2 separate regions of the Gossypium hirsutum genome follow, and region 2 is linked to region 1. A link is a contact called in public Hi-C data. All regions are on one chromosome and are shown on one strand. The core of a region is the stretch at or near the end of the contact, and the rest is flanking DNA. Distances in the headings are between cores, read along the strand shown. Region 1 holds the start of LOC107886601 (MLP-like protein 423). Region 2 holds the start of LOC107886596 (protein ALTERED XYLOGLUCAN 4).

Region 1 (7,691 bases), core at 3,353-5,852:
ACATAATAAATAATTAAATTTACCATCATAATTAAGTTTTATGTGAATTTTAATAATATTTATTTTTCACCTGTGCCATAAATTTAAATCCATGTAAACTTAAGATTGCTGGCTTCCAATTTATGTAATGAGAATCTAGAGTACCAGCCTCGGCCTGTAGGATTAATCATAGAGATTTGGCTGAGAAGTTTAGGTCCCTTGAGGCATGTGGATGGGTCAGTATGCTTATTATAATGCATTTAAGGTAGGGCCATTGTGAATGTCGACCATAAACTTCAACCATAAAATCAAAAACAATTAAGATTATGGCCCGTAGTTAACTAAAGATTTATATTTTAAAGATTTTTTTGGCATTTGATACATCATTAACAATATTACTATTTTCCCAATGGTGTGACATAATTATTGATGCCGAATTAGAAGAAAACATATAGCCAACTTTTTTAGTTTAAACAAATAGAAAAGAAAATTTAAAAATGAGAGAAAGGAAAGCGTATGTCAGCAACTCCGCCTCTGGTTGGAGGTGGAATCAGATAACTATTTAACCGAGTCGCTTTTTCACTTCCAAAGTAGCTTCACCCTTATTCCAAGGGCTACTCTGAGGCTATGGTTGCCTTCTCCTCATAAAATAAAGTCTTTTCTTTCTTTATAAATAGCATCCCCACACACACGCAAGCACAAGGCCACACACACAGTCCCAGAAGAACAAGCGAGCAACTTGACTTTATGAGAGGCTAGGCTAGGCTTCATTACCTCTCGTTGTTTTGTGTTTTTGATTTATCGACCAAACCAGAGAAGATGGTTGCAGAGACGAGGAGAGAGAGAAGGAGTGAAGTGGCACCATTTGCGGTGATGCTCATAATGGAGGGTTGCACCATAGCATTGACGATATTGGCCAAAACAGCCTTAACGGCTGGGATCAACCCTTTTGTTTTTGTGGTGTATACCAATGCTGTTGGCTCCATTCTCCTACTCCCTTTTTCCTTCCTTTATCATCGTGGGGAAAGGTGTGTCTGTGTCTCCCTCTCTAGGCTCTACATGTATCTTTACAGGACGTATGCATATGCTTTATTTTCAATTAACCCACTTCTTCACCATTGTTTCTTTATCATTAATTGCAGAATAGAACAATCGCTCTTCACCTTCCCACTCCTCTTTCGTATTTTTTTCATGGGTTTAACAGGGTAGTTTTCTCTTCTTTTCTAATGTTCCTGCTGCTACAAACTGTCAAAGCTATTTTCAAAGTGAAGATTGATTTTTTATTTTTATTTTTTTATATCCTGGTGTTGATTTGTAGGGTTGCAATCTCTCAGAACCTTGCGTTTCTCGGGTTAAGCTACAGTTCACCAATCGTTGTATGCGCAATGGGCCTCTTGATGCCTACCATTTCCTTCTTGCTTTCCATCATTCTCAGGTTCTTAACTTTCTCGCAACCATCTCCATTTTTCTTTCCTTTTTGTTTTAATTTGTCGATTTCAGTTTCTTTTTTTAAAAAGAAGAAGAAGTGAGAAAACATATTTAATATTCAAAGTTGACGAGTACAAACGGAAAACAGTTATCTAGATCCTTTTTCTTTTTGGTTCAAAATACAGATATCTACGGGTTCACCCATGCATGATTCATGATAATGATATAGTTAGAATATTGAATGGTATATATACGGTGACTTAGCTTAGTGTTATTTATTCATCGCGTTTTAATTAAGCTGAAAAATTATTAAAATTTTTTTATAAAATAACAAATATAGTTATGAGAATATATTTTTCATTTTATATTTTATATAAAATAAAAAAGATGCATATAATAAAATTATCATTTACTTTTTATATGATTTTTTTTATAGATATATCCAAATGTGATTACCTTAAATCTAATAATTGATAAACGAAATAACCTATCACTTCCATTATACAATTTAAAGAGTAGAGGAAGTTAAGACCACGGCCCATTGGACTCAATCGTTAGTAACTCCTAAATTTCAAATATTGTAAATAAAGAAAATAAATATCAGTTGAAGGAAGGTCAAAATCATTGTGGTGGGATGCTTAGGAAAAAAGAAACACTGTCTATTGGAACATCTTATTCAGCGTTGGCTGAAATTTCATAATTATCACAGGACGGTAAGGCTGGATTGGAGAAGCACAAGCAGCCAAGCCAAAATGATTGGAACTTTTATATCAATTGCAGGTGCAATTTTTGTAGAACTATACAAAGGCCCGTTTACACGACCATCACCTGTTTCACTTGACCACCACCTTCAAGTTATACCAAAACTTTTTGTTTTCTACTCGACGCCAGATCGTTGGGTTCTTGGGGGTATTTTGCTTGCGGCTGCTACCTTGTCGATTTCAGTATGGAATATTGTTCAGGTACAAGGTTTTGGTCCACAAATAAACTAAGCTCAGTATTTGGTTTTTGTGTCTTGAAACCTTGTCCTCCTTTTATCATTCAAAAACAATAAAACTTTTTTGTTTGTCAGATGGGAACCGTCAAACAATATCCACAAGTGATGAAAGTGGCCTCGTCTTATAGCTTAGTTGGGACTATCCAGTGCCTTGTTTTTTCTTTGATCATGGAAGGAGATCTAGATGCATGGAAACTGAAACGCAAGCCGGATCTCCTACTCATTATTGTGACAGTAAGACCCCCCCCCAAAAAAAAAATAAAGAAAAAAAAAGTGAAATTTAGCTAACACCAAACATTACAAGTTAAAGAAAATTAGTGACTAATAGATTCCATAATGATGGTTATAGGGAGTATTTGGGAGTATTATCCGTAGCAACGTTCATTTAGCATGTACGAGAATGAAAGGCCCTTTTTATGTGCCTATGTTCAAGCCCTTTGGGGTAGTCTTTGCAACAGTTTTCGGAACCTCTTTCTTTACAAACAGTCTTCATTATGGAAGGTAATTAAAATCTTTCTCCCTTTTCTCTTACCTTTCAAATCTTTATATGTTGTTGACACAAAAAGGTTGTACAGTGTGATAGGTACAATAATAGTAGGAACGGGATATTATGCTGTGATGTTTGGACAAATCAGGGAAGAGGAACTTCGTAAAGAGCGTGAAGTTGGAACAGTGAGTGATATTCCAGACCTCAAGGCCCCTCTGTTGCAGGAAAACGAAGATGCCCAAGTCTAGAGCCAGGCCAAGCAACCTCTACAACTATTATTGAATTAAAAAATCAAGTGGAAAGTGTCCCTTTTTTTCTGTCAAAAAAAAGAAGGATTCAACAGCAAGAGGCCTGGCCTGTCAAACCAGAAGGTGCTGTGATTTTGTAGAAGCCCCTTCTATTACATGTACATACATTTGATAGGATGGCCTTTCACTGTAAAATGTAAATCTTCTTGCTGTGTTTTCCCCCCTACTTGTTGGAGGTTCGAGGACAGATTCTTAAGTTTTAAATGACTCTGTCATATGTGGTTTCTGTGTGAATAAAAAACAGTGAAAAAAATGACAAAAATCGTATATGTTGTATTTATGTATTGGAGTGTTTAAAACAGCTATGGTGTTTGTTTGAAGGTTTCTTTAATTTGTTTACTTGCTCATGTAATTATCTCTTGTTTGCTGCATTTTTTTTCCTTTTACCTTTTTGAATCCAGAGCGCAACATAAGTTCACTGACAAGACAATATAGAGGAAATTAAGAAAACCCATGGCAATACATAAATTAATATTGAAAATACAAAGCAACAGGATTACTTTGCAGCAAGAAGTCACCACTCAACAAGATGAACTAATTAAGGATGGATCCTAGACAAATATTCTGAAGTGGGATCCTTGCATGTTATTTTATTACTAAGAAAACATGAGAGAATCCATTAAACAGGGCTAGGATCATGCATGGCATGGCATGGCATGGCCTGGCCTCTCTAAGCCTTACCGTGAAGATAGTCATCGATCTCCTTAAAGTTCTTCACTGCAAATTCCTTAATGACGCTTGGATCAGGGATCTCTTCACTTGCCTTCTCAAACTCACAGGACCATTTAACCAAGCTCGACTCTCCCTTGGGAACCACAATGATCTTGCCAATGAAAGTCTTGTAGTATTTCAGGAGATCCCCATCAATGATGCTGTAAACATATTTCTTCTCAGCTTCATCCACTGATTCGATTCTCTCTTTTGATACCTTAACGATTGGAGACCCTACCATGAATCAAACAAAAATGCAAAAAAAAAAAAAAAAGAATTTGAAGTCCGACCCTTAGGTACATTTGCATCAATGAATGCCTCGTACTGCATTTAAATTGGCAATTTAAGTTACAGTTTTAGTTACCTTCGGCATAGTTAATAAGACGAACAGATCCAGGGGCCTTGCCATCGCCTTCTAGCACTTGAATGCTCTTGTAATCATGGGACAAGGCTTGAGGGAAAATCGTGGTGGAGTCCCTAATGGTTCCCCACACTTTTTCTGCAGGAGACTTGAGCTCGAAATCCACATGAAGCTGCCCACTGGAAGCCATTGCTGTATTTGCTATTGTCTATATGCTAAAAGGGAGAAAAAGGCAGAAAGATTGTTGACATACACCTCGTAGCATAGATGTGTATATATAGTAGCAGAAGAGATAAGTGGTTTCTAAATGTCGCATTAAATATCTTTGGTACAGCTTCAACTGCCCATCCGGAGGCACAAGCACGCACCTAGCGAGGGAGTTGGTCGGGGCCCATTATTTGTGGCGTTCACTGATGCAATTTCAAAGCTAGTAGGTGAAGCAATAACTAATGGATCGTAGTGTAAAATATGTCATTTCAACGGGTTAACCCAAAAAAGCAATAAAATGTATTTGAAAATATAATTTTCTATTTTAAAACAAAACATGCTAATAAGAATGCAAACATATAATATATTTTATAATTACAAATATTTTTATTAATAAAACTGGCTAATGATGAATGCAAGTCTTTTGGATAGACTTTTCTAATAAGCCAATTTTATAAATAAAAATTATTTTAGAATATATTTTAATAACATGTTTAAATAGATGAAACAAACCAAACGAACTTTAATACAAAACACGGCTTAACATTTGATAAATTTAAATTAATTATTCAATGTTGTAGGTGGACCATCCTACTAGATTTGATTCAAAGATGAACAAATTAATTACTTGAGGCAATGTATACATTTATTAATCTAACAAGAAAGTAATATATAAGTTATTATTAAAAAACAAGGTATAAAAATATAAATTATTATTAATGAAACTTTATTATTATTTATTTTAGAATTTTAAATTTTTAAATTTAAGTCTCGAAATTATGTATGGATTAATTAATTAATTGAGTTGAATTACTTTTACATAAGCTATCAATTTAATACTTGTAATGATTTAATTTTATTTATGATGATTGATATAATTTGTTAGATCTTTTAGTTCATGATTTATTAGTTGTAACTTCAAATATAAATATATATATATATATATATATATTAGTATTTAATTAGATTATTCATTTCGTTAGAAAATTTTAAAATTAAAATTAAAATTTATTTTTAATATGATGAATTACTTGGCTAAAGAGAGTATATATATGAAATTATAAATCTTAGTGAATTATTATTTAACAATGCTAACAGTGCTTTTGGTTTTTAGCTAATTCAGTTGTAGTAGCGAGAAAGATTCATTAGCTCTCAGGGCTTCTCGAAGATGAAGTGATTTTCCTTTTAGATGGGACAAAATGATTGAACAAGAAATCAAAGTTGGGGGAAAATTTAAGTGAATTGAACTGCATGCCAAAGAGGTTGGCGCATAATCAATTAGTCGCTAAATTAAGGAGTAGTTTTTATTACGTGCATTATAGTCAGATTGAATTTATATGTGTTGATATAAGATATCAACGAGGTTGAAAAAAAAGGAAAGTATGGTAATGATGTTGGAAAAAGAGGAGGAGATGATATCGAGGAAGATTGATTCATCAATGTCAGGCTAAGATTCGGAAAAGTAGGAGGGTGGAGGGGAGAATTGAGAGAAGAGGATGATGGCTTAGCCTTTTAGGCTTTGTTAAAAGGAAAGGAGAGACCATTTTTTTATAATGTGCTTTGAGGGTATTTATAGGAGAGGTGATAATTCTAGGGTGGTCCTCTCTTGAAGATTGCACACTTGTTAATAACAGATGGCTTAAAAAAAGACTCGACCAGGTGGCCAAGAATGGATGGTTCCTTCTGTGGGAGGGGGGGAGGGGGAGCTAGTAGGTCAATAAGTGACCATTTAGACAATACAAGGCAGAGGGTTACTCGTGGATCTCTCCGACTGGTTTTCGTGTTGTCACATGTCCCTATCAAGGTAGAGGTATAATTATAGTTCCCTCCCCTAGTTGAGAGGTAGGTTTCAAAGTGACCGTGCCTCAAGACCATCTATAGGTTGCCCCCATGAGTGGTAGTTGTTGCAAATTAAGCAACAAGATGTGGGATGCAATTATTATCCCAATGATCCGAGAATATACGATACCTTGCAAGGCTATTGAAATTTATGTCTACCCCTTTTAACAATGTGTTGCTGTCAAAGGGCTAGGCCTTTTGTCTCACAATCCGTGTGGCCTTAGGTGATTCCTTTGCTTCAAATGTGCCTAAGTCAGCCTAACTCTCGTAAAGTGAGGATTCTCGCAGAATTCCTCTAAGGCAACAAAATATAAACGAAGCAATCTCAAAGACAAAAGAAGTTTGAAAGAGCATATTAGCCATAAAAAAGCAATGCATACAAGGTGTTTGAGTAAATTCTTTCAATTTAGTATTCACTAATAAAGAATGAAATACAATGTATTCAATGGATTACTACAATTGAGGGGAAGGATCTCTATCTCCCCCAAAACTGACTGCACAGATTGAGTTACATCAACAGATGAGATCGAAGCCTATCTACAATTAAGGGATTTACATAATCTCCAAGATTACAAAATCAAATCTTATCAAATTTTAAAAAAATCTACGATTACTTTCCCTATTTACCAAGGTAGCCCTAATTTACCATAAGTGTAACACCCATTAGCCCATTAGGAACATATGGTGTATACCAAATAGTCAACAGTCGGCCCAATGAACTGGGGCGTTACTGATATATTCAAAACCCTGGACTTGTTTCAGAGTTTGAGAAAAATAGTTATAAGGATTTCTCTTTACATTAAAACTATTAATCCTTTCTAGTTTGGTATTACATCTTTAAGTACAGTAATAAGAATTACTAAACTACTCATTAATTAGACTTTCCCGTTAAAGGCGAATACTCTCAATTTTAAAGATACAGGGGACACATGGCTAATCCACACACCTATGTGCTAGGCCGTGCGTCACACACGGTTGAGACACACGCTTGTGTTTCTACCTGTATGGACGAAAATAGGCCATTTCAAGGCCATTTTTCTCACCCTTTTAGGTAGCACTCTAAACATGACATTTTCACACATCAATTAACCCCCCAACCAAGCATTCAAAATAAGGCAAAATCATGTTTTCAAAAAAAAATAACATCATCTATACTCAAATACCTAAATTTACCTATTTAATCCATATAACTTGTCTACTAAAGTTAACCAAAAAATTGAATACAATAAACCTACATTGTAACAGCCCGATTTTGGGCCTAGCCGGAATAGTGGTCTCGGGACCACAAATATGAAGTCAGAGAAATTATTTTATTATTATTTTGATATTATAGCATGTTTTTAAGAGTGCATAAAAAATTTGGTGAAGTAATTT
Region 2 (7,691 bases), core at 2,666-5,165, 190 kb after region 1:
TCATGATGATGATGTTAGCGCTGATTTGCGCGTTGACTGCGGCGCGATTCGGGGCCAGAGTTGTGGGGTGAGGCGAAGAGGCGTGACGCTTGGGACGTTTGCGGCGCTCAACTTCTGGAACCTTCCGTTTGCGGCGCCTAGGGTTCCAAAAACTCTAGGTCTTCCATCCTTTGTTAACAAATTGGGCCATTTGGGCTGTACTTGTTTGTGGGTTGGGTGTAAACGGGTTAGTGGGTAGTTTAGGTTAATTGGGTTCTAAGTATTTGGGTCTACGGGTTTGTGGGCTATGGTACTGTAATTTAATTTATTTAATTAAAATATTTTAAAATATTCTTATATTTTAAAATTATTGTTAAAAATTGTCAGTATATCAAATAGGCATTATAGATATTACTAAATTTTAATAATATATTATACATTATATTATAATTCAAATCTAAGCATAATAAAACATTTAAAGTAACATATAGAAAATATTAATAAACAAAATAATATTAGTTGCAATTGACTCACAATATATATTAATCTGAATTTTGAAAGAAACGATGAACTTCTTCTTCTTCTTTTCTATTTAAATAGATAAATGATTTAAAAAAGTACACAAAATATAAAAGAGTTAAAATTAAAAACTAAATTGTAAACAAAACTACAAATCATATATTCATGACTTAAAAGATACCAATAACTCAATTCTTTGAAACCAGTTTAGTTTTCAATTTGTAATTATCATTTCCTTCATCTCTGCCTTCAATTGTTTTTTTAATAATTAAAACATAACTAAAAAGAAAAATAAGACTAAATAATAGAAAAACAACTTAAAACATTAAATTAAAACCTGTACATAATCAAACTATTTATAGTTGAATTAGATACTTTTTTTTTTAAAAAAAGTCTAACATATATTTAATTATTTAATTTAGATAATAAAGGTAGAAATGTATTTTAGTTTTAAATCTTAAAATTTAATATTGGATAAAAATATTTATAATAACCTTTATATTCAATTTTATTCTTTGAATAATATTATATAAGATAATATAAATATATAATAATTATTTTTAAAAATGATTTGAAAATAACCAAAAAATCTACGGAATAGATAGATTATGTAATTTTTTAAAAAAATCATTTTAAAAATGTGATAGTTGATTTTTAAAATTAAAACCAAAATTTAAAATAAATAGTAACATAGATAATATATAAATAAAAAGTATTTAAGTTAAAAAATAGATAAATCATCTAAACAAAATTTTATTTAATTAATTAAATGTTTTATATAATTTTTAAAATTTCTGGTTGTGTAATTAAATATTTGTCTAATTTATTTTAAACTAAAATTAACCATCTAAATTAATTTATCTAATTAAACATTTATTTTTTTAAAAAAGAGTTAATAGCTTTTTAAAGATTTGAATGAAGATTAGAAGTCTGGTTGTCGCAATATTATAATTATACATTAAATTTTTTTTTAAAAATGCTTGTATATTTGGTTATACCAAAAAAGAAAAAAAATTGTGATCAATCAGGAACCTATCCTTAATTGAGGTAATGAGAAGAGGAAAATAAGTTGGGTTTGAATAATAAGTATGATTAATGAATCAAATTAAGCAAAGGAAGGAAATGGAATTCTATTGGTACATAATAAGTTTTCTACCTTTTGCCTTTTTACCTGGTCTGCTTTGTGCGCATGACAGGAAGCACTACTGTGAGGACCAAAACCAAAATAAGGGATGGGCAAAAACACTAATGATGCGAATGCAAAGCCCTTTGCCTTTTTGGAGCCTAACTTTTGTGTCTGTGGGTGATATACTGAAATCATTTCACCAACTTTAACCACTTGTTAGAACCTTGTCCCCCTTTCTTCCTATTCAAGCTTAGGTAAAAAAGGTAAGTTTCTTTGGATACCTTGGACTTAGCTATCCTTATCATAATAGAGAGAAGCCTGTACTTTTTTTTTAATTTTGATTTGAAAGAGATAGACGCATCAACAAGGTTCATCTTCTAAAGTAAATTTTGAGGGTGTTAGGTGGGTAGTAAGTTCAGTCATTAACCACAATCTTCCCATTCTGCTTGCTAATGAAGCTGAAAGATATGACCCCAAACAAAATTGCTTGTTTTGAGAAAGAAATATACACCAACAAATACAACAGAAATGCAAAATGAAAAACAAAACCCAGAATCTGCTATCTGTATTGCCTCACTTCTCTCTCTTTGATACAACACTCCATCTCCTAATAACTTCTAACACTATCTGATTCCATGTATCTATAGGACCTGGAAGACACCAATGTACACAGTCGTTCTGAACATGTTCTTGAATGCCATTAGCGAATGGAAATGGATACATATAAGGCCCGGGATGACCATCTGGTCTCATTAATGATAATTTGGTCACATCCAATGTCTCTAGTCTCAATCCTTTGAATTGCTTAGCATTTACCTTAGCAGCTTCCATTTCTTCAATGGCAATTGATCTCATATCTGCATCCATTCCTTCAACCATCTTTTCTCCTTCCTCGTAAGGCTTCGTCTTGGGACAAGCACCAGCCTTATCCCATTCACCTTCAAAATGTGAAGGTGAAAAAGAGGTTAAAAACACATCAATTCCATTACCATCAGTAGACTTCCTTTCAATTATTGCCTTAAGTGCGGCCTTTATGGCCTTCCTCATCACATCATAAAATCCAATCTCAGTGTGATTTAGTCCAGGGCAGTAATGGCAACCTAAAACCGAACCACCCTCATAATACACTGCTGGATGAAGAAACCAATGCCCTATTGAGAGTACAACCATATCTATATGCTCTAAATCAGATCCCCACCTCTCATCAACAACATCTACATACAATTCATTATGATCTGGGCCAGTTTTTGATTTCTCAACACCTTTAACCAGAAATGGTGACCAATAAACTGATACAGTAATGTTATGAGAAGAAAAATGCCATCTACGAAACTTGTTATCCTCCCCAGTTTTGTAAACCAGGTTAGGATAGGAGGCAGTGGCTAGCATGCAAAGAAGTGATTCCAATTGGTTCCTAGCCATCGAGTCACCAACAAAAGCTATATGCTTGTTACTAAGGAGGTTGAAGAAAGTGTTGGGATCAAACCTTGGGAGATTGCATTGGCTTGGTTGCCATCTCCAGTAAAGGTAACCCAAGTCAGGTCTCCCGTGTGTGATGCAATTTTGACCTTCCTTAATTGTACCACAGGTTGTGCCATTGTATAAAGGCCCCATCTTGTCATGTACCCATCTGCCATAGGTGTAGTTACATGGAGTTTCATTAGCTATTTCCTCTTCTGCAAAAAAGCAAAAACAAAAACTTGTTTAATAATAACACCCATATTTAAAACAACTAAAAATAAAAGAACATAAGTCAAGAAAAGGTAAAAAAGTCTGACAACTTTTATGTTTTACTCTATGTACCTTTAGAGAAGGATGAAGGAGGAGGTGAAGAAGAAGAAGAAGAAGAAGTGGTGAGGATGATGCGGTTGGGGTGAGGAAGCTGATCTGAGGTGGATAGAGGGAAAGGAAAAGGGTGAAAGTAGAAGCGAAAAACAGCTATGGGGAGGAGAGCATAAAGAACATAGGGCAACAAATTCCTGGTGAGTGAACGAGAGTGAGATTGGCCTTTGAGTGGACTTGTTGCCCCCATTTTTTACACACACTCTCCACCTCTTCACCTGTGTTTTCTAGGTTTCTCTAAGCTATGGCCACTGTGGAGGTCAAGCCACAAAAGTGTTCTTGAACTAGCGGCCGGAGAGGAAGGGAGAGAGAGAAATTATAATAATAAAAGAAGCTTATGACTTTATGCAGAGGCTGGGGTGGTGTTCCAATGACATCGAAAGAATCTTATTAATCTACGATTATTATAAATGTGAGTTGGACAACATAATACAGCTAGCGAGAGGTTGTTGTTTACCTTTTGTCATGTCTCTCTGTCTTATATCTCTGTATAAAAAAAAAACACTAAACATGTTCCTCATGAACAACCAAGCATGTTTATCCTAATTAATAGTGTCAAAAATCCAAAATCACCCTTCTATTAAAAGGCAAAATAATTTGGTTTATAAGGGTAAAAACTAGAAACAAAAATTCTGGAACATGGCTATACCTGTGCCTATAGCAATAACAGCCAAATGTCGTCTTTTTTTTTTTCCTTGTTTGAGCTAAATGATTTGTATTTACCATTCAAATCAATGAAATGATAAAACAATATACTTATAGCAAGCTCTCTTAATTGGATGGCATAATAAATCTCAAAATTCACGGGATTCAGATTACACTTTTTCCAACCTAATCCACTGGTGATGGTATTTACATTGCAAGCGGTGATTAATTAAGCATATGATATAGACGGTGACACCACAAGCCATAAACGTGATCTTAAGAAAAAGCATACAGGAATGCCTTTTTCCTTCCATCACATCCCACCTAAAACCCATCATGCATACCTGGTCCTGGACCAGAACGAGTTATTATTAAAAAATTAATTCAATTAAAATATACGCAGATTATTTTTGACTTTTTGGATTTATTTAAATTGAGATAAAACTGGAGTCTAAATTTTTATTCTTTTTAAACACATTAAAATTTTGAGTAGGTTCGTAAACGAAAAAGAAAAAGTCTGCCAGAGGCTGAAGGGGCGTGTGCTAATCGCCTCCTGATAAAGTTAGATGCATTGAATCTTGTATACCTACTGCCACTACTTTTTCATGAATTGGATTATATATTACTTATTTTCAATTCCATAAATGAATTAATTAAAATTTATAATCCATTCAACCGAATCGGTGAATCATCAGTCACAACTTGATTAGAAGTTATTCTCAAACTTCAATTATTGATTACTTTAAAATGGTAATTTTCTTTTCTTTTTTACTTTGACTCACTATATTACATTTTATTACTTTTTATAATATACACTTTAAACTTTATTTAAACTAAAAACAAACAAATAAATAAAAATCACTGTTGTAGTTTTTGTAATGTTATAAGCTTGTTCGAATAAAATATTTGATTAATTCAAAACTTTAAATAAATTTTTATTTGACTGACTAACGATTAAGTGTTTTAAAATTTTTGATTAATTGATAATTTAATTTAATTTTTAATCCAACTCATCAGTTGAATACCACTACAATAAGAGAGAAAACCAAGCGATCTAGAAGGGAAGCATTGCTCTTACTTCTCTTGGCTAACCAATTGCTTTGTTCTCTTCCCTAAAAGCATGATTAAACTTGAAATTTGGACAAGAGGCAAGCAACATATGAATGTCTAGCCTTGACTTTTCATGGAACATCATTAGCACCATTGAGGGCATAATGAGTCTCGGCTTATCTGATTTCTCGATTTTCGATTTTCACTTTTGACTCTTCATAAATTCATACCCAAACCTCAACACTTCAACCATTGATGTCGTCGAGCAAATGCATCAATGCATTGGTTTCGTTGATGATTCCTCTCGAAGAGTCTTAGGTAAATGCTACTAGACTTGCTTGTTTATTCCAAGGGCTAAAATATTTATATAGTGTAAAATTTGATGCCGTATAAATTTAAATTTTTTTTCATATTTTAAGTACAAGTTATTAAATTAATTTGAATAAGTAGTTTTGGTTATTCGGGTTTGGATTAAGTTGATTTTTATAATTTGAATATTTTGTTAATTCGAATATTTGGTGCAAATATATGTAACAGCTCAATTTTCAATAGTTTTGGAACCTCAATTCTGATATTCGTAATATTTACGAGGTTAGTATAAAGTTTAATTAGAGTTTGGTTCTTTACTTTTGTTAATTGGGTAGTTAACAAAGGTACAAGTGTAACAATCTTAAAGTCAATGGTATTGGAAAACAAGGTATCAAGACATCGTTTTCGTAAACCAAGCCCGTAAATATTTATATTAAATATTTAAATTTATTTTATAAGTAAATTAAATTTTAGATAGGTAATTTTATTAAATTAGTGACTAATTAAGGTACAATGACTAAATTATAAATATAGTAAAATTAATTGCTATAGATTTTTAATTAATCAAAGGACCAATTAAAAATTTGGACCCTTACAAATATGCCAAATGGTGGTGGGAATTAGCTAGTATCCACCAATTTTTGTTAATTGTTATTAAGATTAAGCTAATTAAAATTAGTTAAATTAATTAAGGTTAACTAGATTTAATCAAACTATATACGTTAAAGAAATGATTAAAAAAAAAGGTTATTTTCTTCATCATCTTTTCAACCCGTAGGAAAGAAAGAAGAAAAACTATTTTAAAGCTCAACATTTAGTCCTTTGATTGGTAAGTTCGATTTAATTTGTTTATTGTAATTTATATGTTTTTGAGGTTTTGAGAGTTTGATTTAGCTAATCAGTACCAATTTGTAAAATTGTTAAAATTTTCAAAAGTTGTCATTGATGAGTTCTTGATGAAATTGATGTTAAATGGTTAAATTTTAAACTTAGATATGAAAATGAACAAAATTGTAAAGTGAAAATTGTTAGTTTTGAACATAGAGACTAAAGTGTAAATATTTCAAAATTGATGTTTAATTACTGTAATTATTGATAATGGAGATCTGTAGAAGGATGAAATTGAGATCAGTTTTGAAATCGAAACTCAAATTAAAAAGTTATAGTAATTTTGATTTTAAGGACTAAATTGAATAAAATAAAAAACTTGTGGGAGCATTTAAAAAATTGAACTATCATCTACATATAGTATGATGATATAAGGTATTTGGAATTGATAAATTGAAATGATTTATCGTATAGATCAGGATTTGAACCAATCGGAGGAAAAGACAAAATTATAGATTAATCCTCGATGTTTTACATGTTTTTGTTAGGTTAGTTCATATGAGACTTACTTTATTAATTCATGTTATGTTTGTATTATATCTTTTTTACTTTTTAGTTCAAATTGTTAGGTAAATAATGTCTTTTGACATCAAAGGGACTAAATCGTAAATATAAAATAAATGACTAATATGAATAGATACATGATGATGATTAAATGTGAAATTGATATATGATTAAGTAGTATGTGTATGATGATGTTACAAGGTTAAAAATGTATATGGGTTGTTATTCAAAATGTGAAAAGTGAGTATACAATTTTAGGGTTTGTAATGATATAGAATTGGTAACGACGCTGATTGAACTTAATAAACAATTAGGATATGAATGGTATGTCATTAAGGTTAAAAATGAAATTGGGTGTTGGTAAGAGATTTCTTTATCGTCGGCTGAGATCCAACATGTGTTGCGAATTCTCGACAACTTAAGTGAGCAGCATCGAATAAAATCTATATAAGCAACCCTAATCCACAACTTGTGTGAGCAAATCGAATTATTCTTTATTGATGGTTGAGATCCAGCACATGTTGCGGATTCTCAATAGCTTGAGTGAGCAACATCGAATAAAGTTTATAAGTAAATAAGCTCTAAGATTGTAGAGGTAAATTAGTCCCCTGTATCCAAATTTAAATTATTATAGTTCTCTGAATAGAAAATGAAAATTAAATGGTAATGAAATGATTGAATGTGAACTTCATTTATTTGTTTTAGTATCGAACAAGGTTGAATAGTATGATGTAAAGTAATTTGGTTGTACATGTATATGAATTTAAATACCATGATCTTGTTATGTGAGGTACTAACCTCCAAGTTGTCTTGTGGAATGGTTTATGAA

The links. Hi-C and Micro-C count contacts between places; a contact is called where the count stands out from the background.
Region 2: a Hi-C map of leaf shows a contact between it and region 1, with 1.9 times the contacts expected there. The contact joins the promoter of LOC107886596 here to the promoter of LOC107886601 in region 1. A contact is called at or near these places in 4 of 34 Hi-C or Micro-C datasets (callus, hypocotyl and leaf).

The regions. Positions count from the first base shown.
Region 1 is chrA03:100,385,428-100,393,118 of Gossypium_hirsutum_v2.1, forward strand. LOC107886601 (MLP-like protein 423) reads right to left here and starts at 4,603. Exons shown (of 2, transcript XM_016810618.2): 1 at 4,275-4,603; 2 at 3,641-4,144. The coding sequence starts at 4,461. The coding sequence ends at 3,870. It overlaps LOC107886599 (WAT1-related protein At1g70260), which reads left to right and starts at 485. Exons shown (of 7, transcript XM_016810616.2): 1 at 485-1,007; 2 at 1,122-1,184; 3 at 1,298-1,414; 4 at 2,117-2,369; 5 at 2,480-2,638; 6 at 2,754-2,905; 7 at 2,980-3,538. The coding sequence starts at 799. The coding sequence ends at 3,139.
Region 2 is chrA03:100,579,809-100,587,499 of Gossypium_hirsutum_v2.1, forward strand. LOC107886596 (protein ALTERED XYLOGLUCAN 4) reads right to left here and starts at 3,916. Exons shown (of 2, transcript XM_016810614.2): 1 at 3,428-3,916; 2 at 2,093-3,300. The coding sequence starts at 3,656. The coding sequence ends at 2,198. LOC107886597 (a long non-coding RNA gene) reads left to right here. Exons shown (of 2, transcript XR_001680804.2): 2 at 1-330.